2 separate regions of the Mus musculus genome follow, and region 2 is linked to region 1. A link is a contact called in public Hi-C data. All regions are on one chromosome and are shown on one strand. Each heading gives the region's core, a stretch centred on a gene start, on an enhancer-like site or on the middle of the called end of the contact. The rest is flanking DNA. Distances are from core to core; before and after follow the strand shown. Region 1 overlaps Cmip (c-Maf inducing protein). Region 2 has its middle 6.8 kb from the start of Mir7078.

What was found. Hi-C and Micro-C count contacts between places; a contact is called where the count stands out from the background.
Region 2: a Hi-C map of regulatory T cells shows a contact between it and region 1, with 1.9 times the contacts expected there. The contact joins two enhancer-like sites. A contact is called at or near these places in 3 of 484 Hi-C or Micro-C datasets (bone marrow-derived macrophages, cortical neurons and regulatory T cells), 3 of 115 datasets of contacts at active chromatin or transcription factors (embryonic stem cells, pancreatic cancer cells and stem cell-derived neural progenitor cells) and 1 of 9 other capture datasets (embryonic stem cells).

The regions. Positions count from the first base shown.
Region 1 is chr8:117,321,069-117,326,997 of GRCm38.p6, forward strand. All of the region lies in intron 1 of Cmip (c-Maf inducing protein), which reads left to right. Among named protein-coding and RNA genes, the nearest start is that of Gm51554, 8.9 kb to the left of the region's middle. Within about 2 kb of position 1,778, at least 83 of the 459 cell types and tissues checked have an H3K27ac peak or open chromatin away from gene starts, as enhancers often do. A contact at or near this core is called in regulatory T cells, where this site is marked.
Region 2 is chr8:117,463,480-117,468,694 of GRCm38.p6, forward strand. No RefSeq gene overlaps it. Among named protein-coding and RNA genes, the nearest start is that of Mir7078, 6.8 kb to the left of the region's middle. Within about 2 kb of position 1,967, at least 8 of the 459 cell types and tissues checked have an H3K27ac peak or open chromatin away from gene starts, as enhancers often do. A contact at or near this core is called in regulatory T cells, where this site is marked.

The DNA.
Region 1 (5,929 bases), core at 528-3,027:
TATGTGAGTGTGAGATTGTGTGAGTGTGAGAGTGTGAGAATGTGAGAGAAAGATTGTGTGAGAGAGTATGTGTGTGTGTAAGCTCATATATGTCTGAGTGTGTGTGTGTATGTGTGTGTGTGAGGGAGAATGTGTGTGAGTGTGTGTGTGTGTGAGAGAGAAAGTGAGTGCGTGCGTGCACGTGTGTATGTGAGAGAGAATGTGTGTGTGCATGTGTGTATGAGAGAGTGTGTGTGTGCCCGTGTATCTGTCTGTGTGTGTGCACATGCACGCTCACCCATTGCTTGTTGCAGTTGCCAGTTTTTTAGGAATCCTGTTGGCCAAATGGCCTCATCCAGACTGGACTCTGTTACCTGCCGAGTGCCTGGAGCTTTTCTGCCAAGTGTGTACACCACAGTTGCTTCCTGTCTGCCGTGTGTCCTCTGACAGATTCATGTCTCCCGAGTCTCCACGTTCGCACCTGTAGTGGTTTCCACTGCAGGAGAGACGAACACGAAGCCTGACCCAGCAGTCATCTCGGTGGAGCGGCCATGGATGTTTAATTGAAATCAGACGTATTAAGAAATTGGCACTGGCTGTTTTAAGTAAGCCTGGCTCGCTCCTCTGTAGACTTTGTATGGAGTGTAACTAAGCTAACTAGAATTTTTCAGGGCCTGCCTGGAGAAAAAAAGCTTCCCAGCCTTTGATGCTATGTGACCTCGGTCAAACCATTTAGGCTCTTTGAAAGCTACCTTTGAAATGTTAGAGAGTGGGAAATCAGTTACCTGAGGCGGGCCAGGAGGATGAAGTCAGGCGCTCCTTTTGGAAGGGCCTAACTCACCAGTGTCTGGTCTTTTAGAATGGCTGAAGCTAATGTGCACCTTTAAGCGAGATGACCCCCTCCCACCATCTCCTGCTGGCATCATATCCATGGTCAGAAGAAGCACAGTGCCCTGTCTCATCTCCCAGTTTCCTAACTGATGCTTTTGCTGGGGAACAGGGAACTATTTGATTCAGGGGCTAAGTCCTTAACAAGCAGGAAGTAAGCTTTTAAAACTCTAAACTGCATCACTTGGAAGGCTCTTTACTGTCACTTCCTGGCCCCGTGACGGGGGGACCGCAGGACACTCAGCATTAAGGCCTTGCAGCAGCCTTCCTGAGTGGCCTCTGCATCATTGCTCTCGAAGCGGCTGGTACTGCATGGTTGCCATGGTAGCAGCAGGATGTGGTTTCTATGGTGATGGTCCGCAGTGGCAGGAAGACAGCAGAGGTTTCAGTTATCTGGTGGCTTCTCATCTCCCCCCCCCCCCCCCCAACCCCATCCCTCTAACCACCTCCCAGCAACAAACTGGAGCTGTCTCCACTGTTGCTGTGTATAGGGGGTGAGCGCAGAAGCCAGGAATTTTACTGCCTGTTCTTGGAAGGACAGGCCCCACGGGATGGTTTCTGCTTCCATAGTGAAGGGGGACTGTCTACATGAACATTTCACCCGGATGAGGACAGGTCCCTCATGTTGTAGCCTAGCAGGCCGAGTCTGTGTGAACCCGCTCCAAATGTCCCTTTCTGAAGGGAGGGCTTTCCTGACTTCTATATTGTTAACTTGCAAGTGGGCGTGAGGTAACTTAGCAGAAGTAAATGGCTTCTAAACCCTTCACGGTTGCACTGTGATTTCAAAATGGCTGCAGCTAGGGGTGGGTGGGTCTTCCTGGGATCGGGTTTTCTTCCTCAGGAACTTACTGAGGTCAAGACAAACAGCAGAGTGTAGCCAATTTACTTGTTCCTTAATGGCTTAATCAATAGACAGATGGGCCTCTCTGTGGAAGGGTGGGGGGTCTGGCACAGAGCAGGGCAAGGACCAGGGAGATAAAGCTGCCTTTTATCTACGAGGGAGGAGGGGACGCTGCAAGTTGTGGGGTTCAGTGGGTTCCAGGGTTAATTTGTAGTGGAGCGGGGTGGATTTAGTGCCAGCTGGTCTGATGTGCCTTGAGTCTCAGCCTCCAGCTGGAATCTTATCAGTCCCGTGTGGCAACAGGACTTCTGCCGGCTCATCAGCATCTCTGATTGGTGATTGGTGATGTCACTGGACTCCTGGAGTGTGGTTGATGGGTTGGACCCTGTCCTCAGCACCTCATCTAGATAACTCTGAAAGCAGAGCCCTCTGGATGCTGTGAGCTTGTCCCTCCCTTGAAGGGGATTGGACCTCAAGTGCCCATCGTGGATGGGGCAGGTCCGGGTAGGGCATGTAGAAGTTGCTCTGTCCTGTGAGGTTTTTCCTTGGTCCAGGGGAAGTAGAAGCTAGGGATTCTGTTCCAGCAGGCCCCGGGGTACCCCGGTTCTCAGCAGGAGGGGCAGACTTAGACTTCCTCACCTTCATGAAGTCTGGAAGTTAAAAATACACAGAACACAGCGGCACCCATTGTTTGTGCTGTTCAGCCACAGTTGTGCTGTTTCTGTGTTTACTAAAGAACCTGAGCACTGGTGATATCCTGCTGTCTCCGATTTCTTTAAAAATAAATAAAGTATCCAGGAAAAAGTAGGGTTAGTTCAGTGTACGCCTCTGGTTCACTGCCTCTACAGGGTCCCTTGAAAATAAACATTTTCAGCACTCTCTCTCTCTCTCTCTCTCTCTCACACACACACACACACACACACACACACACACACACACACACGGAGGGAGGGAGGGAAGGAGGGAGGGAGGGACTATAACTTTGTTTTTCTATGTTTGAAAGAAGCCATGAGACAGGTTCCTCATGTAGCCCAGGTTGGCCCCGAGCTCACTGTATAGTCTAACTCTCACCATCTGCCTCCTGAGTATTGTTTTATCTAGAAAAGACCTGAGCTCTGTTTTGCAGGTGCACGCCCAGCTTGCCTCTGTGCGAGTGTTGAAGATTGTTAGTTCCTAGGGATCTAGCTTTTTTCAGGATCTAACCCAAGGCCTCGTGCATACCAGTCAGGGACTCTACCACAGAGCTGTACCCTCAGCCACTAGGTCTTTGCCGTCTCCATCCATTGCAGGGACAGCCCTCTATGGACCCACCTGGGTGGGCCTGGCAGCCTTCCTGTCTCCACTTCAGTTGACTTTACATCCAAGGCTTCCCTCCGGTGTCTCCAGCTTCTCTGGGCTCTGGCCAGGAGGTTCCTGAAGCTAACCTGACAAATTTAAGTTCCTACAGCTGCTGGCCCACCTATGTTTGCCTCATGTAGGCTACCACCAAGCCTCTCTCCCTCAGAGGGCACAGTGGCCTCCAGGCTGAGCTACCTGGAAAAGAATTGTGAGGGTGTGCTTCTGGTTTGGGGGCTGCTGTGCCTATGGTCCTGGTTGACCCTTGGCTTCTATGGGGGAGTCCCCAAGGGGAGGCTGAGTGTGGCCGGAACCCAGACTACAGACTCTTGCCTCCCTCTTTGTCCATAGTGAGAACATGTGTTCCTGTGCTATGGTGAGCCTCTCACACCTGCTGTCCTTGAATCATAGGTGTGTCCCGAGTGTGTCTGCATGGACCCAAGGATAGATCTTATGCACAAACATCCTAGTGACTTTGTCCATCTGCTCTTTTTAGCTGTGGCTTCCTTTGTCTCCACATCTGTTAGGATACCAGAATGAGCCATGGTCTGCCACAGGCCAGGCCTGAGGACCTGTGGTTGCCCCCTGGAGAAGCTGCAATGCTTCTTGCCTCCATAGATGTTAGTGTAACACTCGAGTTAGTTGCCCTGTAATACTCGAGTTAGTTGCCCGGCAGACATGTATGGTGGACCTACCCGACTGGTGGCTCTGGGAGAAGCCATGAAGCTAGAAGCCCAGGTTGTGGTTAGCCTGCCATACCTTGGGACAGGCAGACGCTGAGAGATTTACAAGTCTGAGTTCCTTGGCCAGATGGACTCTGCCCACGTCCCAGCCAGTGGTCTTGGGTAAGTTAGCCAAGCTGTATCATCTGTCATCCTAACTGTGATTCAACCAACTTCTCGGGGTTGCCAGGACGGCTTGGGGTCAGTGCGCCAGCACACATTAGCCACAGCCATGACTGCTGCCCTCATTTCACAGATGTGGAAATTGAGGTCAGAGAGAAGTGACTACTTGCTCAAGGTAGCCCAGCCTGAAAATGATGCGGCTGCTCTGAGGAGCCCTGTCGTCGAACTCCGCCCTCAGGTGGCCTCATCTGGCCTGAGGTTCTCCAACGGTCAGATGTCCACAGCCCGGAGACGGCTGTTTGAACTGTTGCTGGCGTGCACAGCCCCTTGGACGTCTTATCCTTGTTGGGCCTTATTCGTATTCATCTACAGGGCCCACCAGCTTCCATCTGAAACTGCTCCACCAAGACAGTGTGTTTGAAAATTAAAGCTACTTAGTTTTAGGGGTGGCCTGAGTTTCACTCAGAACTAAGAGGTTAGAGGACAGCTTCTAGGTGTCTATATTCTTCCACCATGTAGGTCCTGGAGATGAATTCAGGTTGTTAGGCTTGGCAGCAGCACTCTTCCTCCTTCTCCTCCTCCCCATCCTCCTCCTCTCCCTCATCTTCTTCCTCTTCCTCTTCTTCCTTCTCCTCCTCTTCCTCTTCTCCTTTTCCTCTTTCTCCTTCTCCTCTTTTCTGTTTTCTCCTCCTCTTCTTCCTCATCCTTCTGTTTTTTTGGTTTTGGTTTGGCTTTGGTTTCAGTTTTTCATGACAGGATTTCTGCCCAAATTCAGAGATCTGCTTGCCTCTTCCTCCTGAGTTCAGGGGGTGAACTCTTATGCCAACACTGCCCACCTGGACGGCAGCAAGCACTTCTACCCCACCTCACCCCCAGTCAGGTCTTTGTTCCACTAAACACCAGCTCCCCATCTGCCATTCCCAGCCAAGGCCCTCCATGCCTCTACTTTTGGCTTTTAAATGTGAGTGCCTTAAAGCAAGATTTGGCCTCTTGTAAAGAGCTTGTTTCTGTCAGCAAAATGGCCTCAAGGTTTGTCTGTGTTGTACCATGTATGCTGGTTTTCTTCCTTTTGTTTATGTTTGGAAACAGGGTCTCACAGAATCCTGAAGCTTGGTCTTGAACTCTTGATATTCTTGCTTCAAGTGCCACTGTCTTAGGGTTTTACTGCTGTGAACAGACACCATGATCATCGCAACTCTTGGTCATGTTCTTGATCATGTTAAATGTCCAAGGACAACATTTAATTGGCTTACAGGTTCAGTGGTTTAGTCCATTATCATCAAGGTGGGAACATGGCAGCGTCTAGGCAGGCATGGTACAGGAGGAGCTGAGAGTTCTACATCTTCATCTGAAGGCTGCTAGCAGAATATTGACCTCCAGGCAGCTAGGATGAGGGTCTTAAAACCCATACCCACAGTGGCACACCAACTCCAACAGGGCCATATCTTCTAATAGTGGCATCCTCTGGGCCAAGTGTATACAAGTCATCACAGCCACCATACCTGATTGCATTTTCCTTCCTTTTAAAGGCTGAGTAATACTCCATTGTGAATGAATGAATGTGTGTGTGTGTGTGTGTGTGTGTGTGTGTGTGTGTGTGTGTCTGTCTGTCTGTCTGTCTGTCTGTCTTCATCCATCTGTCTGTTAGCATTTGGGTTGTCTCTGCCTTCTGGATGTAGGAACAGTACTGACAAGGGCTGTCATGTAAACCTGCCCCTTAAACTCCCTATGTTTAGATACAAGAGAATTTTCTTATCAGGAATATATAATGGGAACAGAAAGAAAACTCCAGCTTCTGAGACTGGCAGTCTCGGGCCCTTGTGTAGGATTCAGGGGCCTGGCAGCCACTCAGCTATAAGCGAAATTTCCTTTGGAGGACGATTGTATGTGGTGTGACCTGCTTACGATATCATGGAGCGCTGGGGACACCATTACCCTCACCACTGCCCTGAAGTCATAATCTTCTGACCCATGCTGGATTGTGTCATTTGGTGGGTTAGTAGAAAGGACATCTGGTACTCATGACAGACTTTAAGATAAA
Region 2 (5,215 bases), core at 717-3,216, 140 kb after region 1:
CCTAAAGAGGGTATCAGATCTCATTACGGGTGGTTGTGAGCCACCATATGATTGCTGGGAATTGAACTCAGGACCTTCGGAAGAGCAGTCAGTGCTCTTAACCACTGAGCCATCTCACCAGTCCCTTGAGCAGGTGCAAGCCCTCCTCTGTAATGGCAGAGAGCTCTGTGGTGTTATGTTGGAGGGGCTTGTTAAGGACACAAAGAGGACAAGAGGAGACCTGCGGACTCTGCAGCTGGGTCTCTGTGATATGGAGAGCTAGACTCAAGAAGCCTTCCACTTCAAACTAGTGTCCTGTATCACATCGCATAACAACTTTTTGAATTAACATCAGAAGGAAGCAGCCAAATGTCTATAGACCAGGGCTTGAGGTATAGCTCAATAATAAAGCACTTGCCTAGGGTGCAGAAGACCCATGTAGATGATGGGATATTTATTTGGTCATAAAAGAGAAAGAAGGGGTTGGAGAGATGGCTCAGCAGTTAAGAGCACTGACTGCTCTTCCGAAGGTTCTGAGTTCAAATCCCAGCAACCACATAGTGGCTCACAACCATCCGTAAAGATATCTGATGCCCTTTTCTGGTGTGTCTGAAGACAGCTACAGTGTACTTATATATAATAAATAAATAAATCTTTATAAAGAGATGAGGTGGGGGGCTGGCTCTGTGGCTTAGCAGGTAAAGGTGCTTGCAATGCCTGAAGATCTGAATTCTATTCCTGGAACCTGCGCTGTAGATAGAACCAGCTCCGACAAGTTGTCCTCTGACCTCCACCCATGCACCTTGGCATATGCACACACATACAAATAAATATTGTTTAAAATAAAGAAAGAAATACTGAAATATCCTATACCATAAATATATCTCCAAATCCGTGATGCTGAGGAGAAGAGGTCTGACACAAAAGCCCAGGTATGATCGCATCTATAGGAATTGTCCAGAATCAGCAAGTACAGAGGACTGGAAAGCCACCTGATGTTTGTCAGGGTTTGGATGGATGGACTGTCTGCTGACGGGGGCAGGGGTTCCTCTTGGAGATAGCAGGATTCTGGAGTTAGATACCGAGAAGAGTCATGGCATGGTGCTGGCTCCGTGTGCTACTGGAAAGTGCACTGTAAGGATTACTAAGGGGTTAGAGAGACAGCTCGGCCCCTAAGCACATTTGTTGCTCTTGCAGAAGACTGGAGTTTGGTTCCCAACATCCTGTTGATTGGCTTGCAAGCCACCCATAACTTTATTCCCAGGTGGATCTGATGCCCCCTTCTGGCCTCCCAGGGCATTGCACCCATTTGCACATACACACATCCATATGGATAATTAAAAAGAATTTTTAACATTTATTACTGTCACAGGTGTTTACAGCTCAATTAAAAAAAAAACATCGGGGGCTGGTGAGATGGCTCAGTGGGTAAGAGCACCCGACTGCTCTTCCGAAGGTCCAGAGTTCAAATCCCAGCAACCACATGGTGGCTCACAACCATCCACAACAAGATCTGACTCCTTCTTCTGGAGTGTCTGAAGACAGCTACAGTGTACTTACATATATTAATAAAATAAATCTTAAAAAAAAAAAAACACCACCAACAACAAATTGTGCATCAAGCATGTTGGCTTATACCTGCCACTTCCACTGAGTCAGAATGGCCTTGAACTCAGGACTGCCTGGCCGCCATCCTGACGCCCTTCAGAATGTTGAGATTATTAGCGTGTTCCCCAACCCTAAATACAAAGCAGTGCAGCCCATTGAAGGGCAGTAATTTGGGGGATTTTGTCTTGTATTTTGGTGGTGTTGTCTGAGACCGAGTCTTACAGAATAGTCCTGGGTGACCTGGACATCACTATGCAGACTAGGCTGGCCTTGAATCTGCTGTGGTCCTCCTGCCTCCGTCTCCTGGGTACTGAGATTACAAGTGTGCACCACTCTATCCTCACAAACAAGACAGGGCAAATGCTCTTCTCTGCACTGTGGTGACACCTACGGGAAGCCAGGCAGTCCTTGCTGCCTCTGAATTGGTGGGTCTTTAGACTGTCTACTGCCACCTGCTGGGGAACTATAATAAAGATTAAAATCTGCCATATAAAAGGACTTTGCAATGCACAGCCCGCCTGGATGTTCATGGTAGGGTAGGTGGCTTTGGGTTACGTCTCAGAAAACTCTAGCAGTATTTGGACACCATCCCAAAACAAATGCTGGCTTTCTTCCCTGACCCTACTCTAATTCTACTTGAGAGGACGTTAGCCTCTATAGCCTTGCTGTGGTCCATCTGTAAACTATACTACAGTGCTGGTAGTTAGAACCACAGACTCTGAAGGCTCTGGGTGCTTGTCAAGGTTCCCAGATCACTCCTGTACGTGTCAGTTTCCAGGCAGATGCCGCTCTTGAGGCTGGCGGCACACTGAAGTCTCCTATGGGGCTGTGAACCCACTAAAGACTGGGCTCCCTCAGAGAGTGAGGCAGCTGCTCTGGGATGGGGCCTGGTAACACAAGGTCAGATGATTCTACTGTACAGCCAGGTTTCAGAGCACTGCTTTAAAAGCCTGGCTGCTAGGGTGCAGAGCGTAGGGCCGTCAGCACTGGTACCTCTGTGATGCAGCATCTTGGGCTCCCCTATACGCCAGCCATAATCTGTTTGAATGAGGCCCTTGGGTGACCTCTGCTTACCCTCCTCGGAGAAACCTCAACTGGGAGGTGCTACAGCCTTTGTGGGGTCGGCTATGACATCAGCAGGGTGTCCTATTTGGAAGTCAAGAATTTGGGACCTGGATGGCAGAGCGTTGAACCTGGGTTTGGGTGAAAGCACTGGTCACGTGGCTGCCCAAGAGGACCCAGGAGCTGCATGCCCACATGGTGCCCCTGAGACCTGTTAACAGAGACATGCTTTCTGTACAAGGGCCCACGTGGTGTATCAAGATGGTGAGACTAGAATGGAAGGGACACCTCCCAGTGACAGACCCCACTGGGCTGTGTGGGTTGTTTGTTGTTTGTTTTGAGGCAGGGTCTCTCTACCCAGCACTGGCTGTCCTGGAACTCACTATGTAGACCAGGCTGGCCTCAAACTCACAGAAATCAACCTGCTTCTGACTCCCAGGTGTTGGGATTAAAAGCGTGCCCCGCCATGCCCCACCCATCCTTGGCTTTTTTTTTTTTTTTTAATGCTCTCCATGTAAGAGTAAAAAGACTGGCCCAGCTCCACATGGCTTGCCTGCCTCCCCTCATTTGTGTGGAGGAGAAGGGCTGAGAATCCAGAAGGAAATCAGGATGCCCCAGGGCACAGGATGCCTTCCACGTGGTTGGGCACAGCCTTCTATACACACTCTGGCTGCTGGGGAGCTGCTAGGTGGGGTGTGAGGTCATTGACAGGGAGCTGAGGATTGCACTAAGCCCAAAGCTAGATAGGGTGGGCTACATAGGAAGACTCTCAGAAGCACTGTTTCCAGTGCGTACATTTTGGGAAGCAAAAGGGAAACAGGTGGAACTGACCTGGAATCCTTTTAAAGACAATGGTCTCTTATGTAGCCCGGGGTAGCCTTGAATTCAAGATGCCCCTGCCTCAGCATTCCACTATGCTGAGGAGTACCTCTGTCTTGGTTACGGTTTTATTACAGTGAAGAAACAACCGTAACCAAGGCAACTCTTTAAAAAAAAAAAAAGATTTATTTATTTTTATTTTATGTGCATTTGGTGTTTTGCCTGCATTCATCTGTGAAGCAGGAAATGCAGACAGTTGTGGGTGCCGCGAATGGAACCTGGGTCCTCTGGAAGAGCAGCAAGTGCCCCTAACCACTGAGCCATCTCTCCGGCCCCTCAAGGCAACTCTTTTTTTTTTTTTTAAGATTTATTTATTTATATGTGAGTACACTGTAGCTGTCTTCAGACACACCAGAAGAGGGCATCAGATCTCATTATGGATGGCTGTGAGCCACCATGTGGTTTCTGGGATTTGAACTCAGGACTTTCAAAAGAACAGTCAGTGCTCTTAACCGCTGAGCCACCTCTCCAGCCCTCAAGGCTACTCTTATGAAGGAAAGCAGTTAACTGGGACTGGCACATCACTGTGGCGGGAAGCATGGCAGCGTGCAGGCAGACATAGTGCTGGAGAAGCAGAGAGTTCTACATCTTGACTTGAAGGCAGCCAGGAGGAGACTGGGATTCCATACTGGGTGCACACGAGACGTCAAAGCCGGCCCTCATGGTGACGCACTTCCTCCAATGAGGCCACACCTTGTAATAGTGGCACGTCCTGTGAGCCAAGCCTCTAAGAGCATGAATCTATGGGGATCCAAACCTATCAAAGCACCGCACCACCAGGCCTGGCTGGAATCGATTGTAATCAAGTGATTATTTATCCACAAGCATTCTCCTTTCAACATGCAACCGATGTAAAAATAGCAATGAAGCAGTGGGCATGCTCTTACTTCCCATAAGAGGCTTCGAGACACCGTGGTGTAGGATTAGAGTGCACCTAAGTTTGGCTATCTACATTTTAAGGGCTCAGCAGATGTGGTACGGCCAGTTCTAGGACTTCTATAAAACAGGAGTCCAGAAAATGACTCTGAGAAGCAGAGACACTCAATGGCTGGAGTTTAGTCCCCCACTCCCCCCAGTCTTCCCCTTTAACAGGGTCTCCTGTAGCCCAGGATAGCCTATGACTCTCCATATAGCCAAGGATGGACTTGAATTTCTCGTCCCATGTGGCACCTCCCAAGTGCTGGGGTTGCAGCCGTCCACCACCACAACTGGCGTTATTGGTGGTGATTCCAAGGCGTTGCGTATGCTAGGCGCAGCTGGTTGAATGCAAAGAATGCGGCAGTCATGAATATGACAGCCTACTGCATGTCCAATAGGAGGGAGAAACAGATCTGACCCACACATTTGCATGGTATAACTGAATGGATACTGGGTTAGTGGGGCGTGCTGGCTTGCTGGGCGATGGAACGGAGTCAGTGACTCAGGTGTGTGAGCCATCTCTAACAGACAGGATTGGAGGGTGGGGCTGGGGTTTGGGGAAAATGCAGGGACTTAATTATTTGAGCATACTGGGCAAGCTGTCTAGTGCTGAGCCACACCCCGACCCTAAACTGCAGTGTTTTGTTGTTGTTTTTGTTTTAGCTTGCATTTCGAACAATCAGGTGTGTCCCTGGGGCAGTCAAGTCAGAGATTCCTCAGAATTCTGGTGGTCCTCTGTGGCCACTGCGGGTTGCAGCCTCCCTTTGTT